2 separate regions of the Gossypium hirsutum genome follow, and region 1 is linked to region 2. Evidence: chromatin contacts called from public Hi-C data. All regions are on one chromosome and are shown on one strand. The core of a region is the stretch at or near the end of the contact, and the rest is flanking DNA. Distances in the headings are between cores, read along the strand shown.

Region 1 (2,700 bases), core at 152-2,651, 230 kb before region 2:
AAGATATTTTAAGTCAATTGGAACTTACAGGCACTCCATCTCCCATGCCAGCCAAAGTCAAAAGCAAACCTACAAAGAAAAAAAAATAATTAACACCTTTCAATCCAGCCAGATAATCACAAATTATCTCTCAAAAGTTGAGACACAAACCTGGAAGTCCACCAACAGTCTCTGAGCAGACACGGGAAAGACATATGTGATCTATCTGAAAAGAATTGATATCATTGGTAGCAATCTAAAGAAATATGTGTACATTAACAAAGCTTAGAAGTATTTATTGATAGCAAAACTCTAATCTGGATAATACCTTTGATAGTTTAATCTTATGTTCAGCACAAAATCGTTGTAAGCCCTGTAATACCAACAAGTAGATTAAGGGATCAAATATAAACGTTTCAGTTCCTTGAGGCTTGAATATCAAGCACCATTTACAACACAAATAAAATTATATGGATAAAACTGAGATTATCTAATAATCACACAAACAAAAGTAATTTTTTAATGTCATCATAAGACAAGAATTACCTCTCCGGCATTAAAGATAAACCTTTGTCTGTCAAAGAAAAGTAAAATTGAAGGCATTGTATCATGAGTATCCATTCCAACACCCAAAATCTGTACAAATTAACCAACAAAGAGAAATATTGAAACAAGTCGTGAAACCACAATGTGTGGAACAATTTATGTCTCGAAAGGAAAATATTAACAAGTAAAAAGAAAAAGGATAAAACATCTTCCCAGCATAACTAATTTTAGAATATAAGCTCGAATTGTGAAAACCAGAAAACTAATTTTAACTTAAAAGTTGAACTTTAAACAAATTCACTCTATTTAAATCTATTAAAATTCACAATAACAGTGTATCATCTTACAATCTTATAGCATATATTCAAATAAATAATAATTACATTACATGTTTATAATAAGATAAAATAATTAATTAGTATATTATAGCCATAACTGATTATCAAAGTGATTAAAGATAAGTTTCCAGAATGAAACATGATTACCAACCAGTAAACAAGTACACACAGATATATCTATAAACAGAGATTTATAAGAAAGTTAAAAATATTAAAAATATGAAGAAATACCTGAATATAGGCAGTAGTATTGGTAGAATTAGCAGTATGATGTTTGAGCGGAAATTTTTTCATGACGGTAGGCTTACTACTTCTATCAGTCCCCTTTGCCCTAGCTTCGTTAAACTTAAATTCTTTAGTTTTCACCATTGACAGACAAAGAACAGAGCAACGGCGAAAGCAACCTGAGAAAACTGTATAATCCCTTCCCCGGTAGCGACCAAGACTTTGCTGCTGAGAAACGTGCAACGATATCAGCGGGGACAATTGATGTAAATATAAATATGTTTTTCTTTTCCTTAAATAAACCAAAAATAAATAAAACTTTTATTTTTTAAGTAAAATATAAAAAAAATTAATTATTTTATAATAACCTGGTATCGATGTGGATACGGGCTTTTTCATTCGGGTTGGGTGGCCCGAGTCCAATAACAAAAATCGGTTCATTCTGTTTTCACTTCCCTCCTTTCGTAGTCCTCACGTGTCCTCCAAAACGTTTCTTCTTTTCCAAGATTTCATTTCTTAATCAAATCATACAGTAAGTTCTCTCTCTGCTCGAATGTACTCTAGTTATGAATCTTTTTAAATCTTTTTTTGAGATTTCACTGTTTGGCAGCAGAAGCTTATCAATGTGTACTCTGTTTCTTTTTCTTTTTTTCCTTTTTCTGTTTTGTTTAGGGTAACTTCTAAAATGAATTGTGAAGTATAATAGAGGCAATTACGATAAACTTGGTAGTAATCTGCATTATTAAATTTTCTTATGTGTGAGATTTTGAATATTAGCAATGAATTGCTTGTTTTCCTGGGTTTTGTTTGGATTAGTTTAACAGCTAAAAAGTTTGCTTGAGCTATGTTTGATTAATTGGCTCAGTTGATAGCTAAAAGAAGGGTGAGAACAAGAAAGAACGAGATTAAATTATTTGCTCTTTCTAGTTTTTATGATTGATTTTTTTTTTTTTTGGCTTTCAAAGAAATTTCTGAACATGTCATTTCGGTAACTTAGACTTGAATATAGATTTAGAGATGATACAGAAGAGTTTTTGTTTATGTTTTGAATGGATTAGTTTTTGTTTATGTCTGGATTATTTTAAATTATTTGCTCATCCTTGTGTAACATTTTACTTAGATTTATGTTAGTTTAGCATAAAATATTGTAGCTTTCTTCGCATTGCAAGTGCATATATAATAAGGCATGTTCTTTGAAATTGTATGGATTGCAGGACTTTGCGAACATTGTATGGACTTTTTATGTTTTGTTGTGGAACTCTCTTTTTAAGTTCATGAAATAATCAACTATTTTTGGTCTTGAAATTGCACTATTGACCTGTTCAAAGTTGAACAAATAAATTATGCAAAAAAAAAAACCCTTAGAAATTGCATGCAGCAACAGCTAAAAGTGAAAGTTTTGTCTTAATCCATAGATATGCAGTAAAAAGTAGGGTTCTCGAGGTTTAAATACAATATATCTTTGCTCTTAAAGAAGTAACAAAATGAGACAACAGATGCAATTGGGATATCTGCTCTTAGTGGCATTGTCCTTTATAATGCGCATAATATATGCTCATGTTTTTCCTTTCTTTACAGTTCATAATGAAGTGGCTGTTTAAGTTTGATAAGG
Region 2 (2,700 bases), core at 101-2,600:
ACAAATTTTAACCTAATAAAATTCAATAATACTATAACAAGATTAATTATTTAATTATCTAGCAGGATGATCAAATTAAATAAAATTGAATGATAATAATTTTTTAAAAAGAAAACAATGTTTCTAAAAATGAAAGATTAATGAAATTCTTCATTCCAATCATTACTACTAAAGTGGGTATCAAATCCTTTTGATGAAAAATTCAAAGTTCACCCTTTTAATATTTCTTTTTTCTCAAATATTTTGGTAGTGTAATAAAATTAGAAGTCAAGTTAAACAAAGAAAAAACTATCTTAATTTTTTTTAATTCATTATATTCAAATTTAATATCTTACTTAAAAGAAAATATCTAACTCTTTATCATTCAATCTAGAGGCATTCATGAGTTGAGTCAGATTCAAGTCGAGTTTAAGCATGATATTAACATATTTTATACTTGATAAAACAAATAGTTAACTATTTTTATTTTATGTCAAACTTGACATGCAAGATCTGCATAAATAAAACATGAAATATGACGGTTGAATTTTTAAAATATTAATCGTATAAAAAGTTACAGAATTATGTAAACCATTTTAGTTTTACACAGGTATAATTGGATCCTTTCCCTTTTTTATATATATTGTATAATTTATAATACATAAAAAATTAAATCTATAGTAATATATAATATTAAAATGAAAAAATTAAAATGAGTTTGGATTAGCCACTTACAAATATGGATAAACTTGGACAAAATTTTAGGTCTATATTTCGAGTAGGACAGGGCTTGGATATATATTAATATAGATAATATTTTAGACCTATATGATAGAAATATCATATCGATCAAAATTTTACATGCATAATAAATATGAGTATCTTTATAAATTCAATAATTGGATTGGTAAAATATTAATTATATAAAAAGTTATAAAAATTTATAATACCATTTTAATTTTACATTGATGTAAATAAATCCTTCTTCATATAAAAATAATATAATATATTATATTATAAATATAAAAAATTGGTCGGAATCGAATGTTGAATGTTTGAGCCAAAATCTAATCTATATTATAAACCAGCTTATTCTTTTTTTACTGTACTTACTTTTTAGATTTAAGATTTACTCAAATTCTTCCTAATTTCAAGCTGTAAATGTTGATACTTTGTGCTACAAAAAGTTGTACTCTTTCCCCAACGTTTTCTTTTGGGGACTCCAAAAAGGCAGTTAATTATGGCGGGTGTTTATTCCCTTTCATGAAAGTAACCTTCCAACTAAATCCACTTCCCAACCAACCCCCTTAATTAACCTTGTACCTTGTGCTTTAAACTCTTATACCTTTAACTTCTCAAGATGCCCTTTTAACTAACTTCTTCCAAAAGACAAGAAACCTTGCTTCAAGCCACTTGTACATTGTTGTCTTATAAGTTGTACTACCAGTCATATTACGTATATGAACCGTTAAATGAACCGGTTTCCAATCCCACCCCTTCTAAGAATTTGTAATTATACCAAATGCTTCCAACATATTCTATGATTTAAAAATAAAAAAGGTCAGATCCCCATTTTCAAGCTAAGGTGAGGTGTCATTTTCTTCAGAAAATAAAATTTACGAACAAAAAGGGGAGTTTTTTATAATAAAAAAATCATTTTAATCATTTAGTTTGCTTCTTCATCACTGAAAGTGATTTTTTTGCATATTTAGAGAGGGAGAGTTTGAGAGAGAAAGAGCAAAACAAAAAGAAGAAGAAAAAAAAAAGCAGAAGATATTATTGGGTTATTGTAGCTAGCTAGCTCCACATTGTCTATGGCTTCAAAGCTTCTTTTGATTGCTGTCTTTGTTCTTGATCTCATTGCTTTTGGTTTAGCTGTGGCAGCTGAGCAAAGAAGAAGCACTGTAAGTGGCACCACCCTTGCCTTCTTCATGCGTAATTTTTTGGTCCACATTAGTTCATACAATTTCTGGGTTTTATTGAAAGTTTCTACTTTCTTGCTGAAAAATGAGGAAAATGAATGAAAGCCTTTTTTTGTTTTGTTTGAAAAACAGCTGTAAATGTTGTTTTAGATTTCTGGGTTTTTTGTTGTATATGTAAATTTGCTACTTTTGAAGTACAGGTTGTTCTTGGTTCTTGGGCAATAAGGGTAGCCTAGAAACATAGTATTCAATCTTGATTTATGTATATCATATATATATTTGTTTTCATAGTATTCACTTTCTGCAAATCAAGTAGTATACCATTCTCAATTGTCTATGAACTTTACCAGATCTCAGCTGAATTGCCATAAAAATGGTAGATCTCTCTGTATTTTCTTTTCTATTGCTCTCTCTCTAGACTAGTTCAAACATACAGAGATTATGGGAATTGGGAAGTCGTGGATCTAACCAGACAGGCATGCAACTGACCATTGTGTATTTGAATCTCTGTGCAGGCCAAGATTGTCCAAGACAGTGAAGTTAATTATAACTATTGTGTCTATGACTCAGACATATCAACAGGCTATGGTGTTGGTGCATTTTTGTTCCTTATGGTTAGCCAAGCCCTTATAATGGCTGCAAGCAAATGCTTCTGCTGTGGAAAGGGTTTAAACCCCAGTGGTTCAAGGGCCTGGGCAGTCATCCTTTTCATAGTCTGCTGGTATGTCACAATTTCATCAAATTTATAGCCGTCATTATTGTAGATTTTTGTTGTTTCATTGGTTATTTGAATTTTGTG

Evidence for each region. Hi-C and Micro-C count contacts between places; a contact is called where the count stands out from the background.
Region 1: a Hi-C map of leaf shows a contact between it and region 2, with 2.2 times the contacts expected there. The contact joins the promoter of LOC121204893 here to the promoter of LOC107918130 in region 2. A contact is called at or near these places in 2 of 34 Hi-C or Micro-C datasets (leaf and seedling).

What each region holds. Positions count from the first base shown.
Region 1 is chrA01:8,553,998-8,556,697 of Gossypium_hirsutum_v2.1, reverse strand. It overlaps LOC121204893 (importin subunit alpha-4), which reads left to right and starts at 1,401. Exons shown (of 9, transcript XM_041075677.1): 1 at 1,401-2,700. It also overlaps the pseudogene LOC107918129.
Region 2 is chrA01:8,327,329-8,330,028 of Gossypium_hirsutum_v2.1, reverse strand. LOC107918130 reads left to right here and starts at 1,350. Exons shown (of 3, transcript XM_016847660.2): 1 at 1,350-1,883; 2 at 2,417-2,622. The coding sequence starts at 1,794.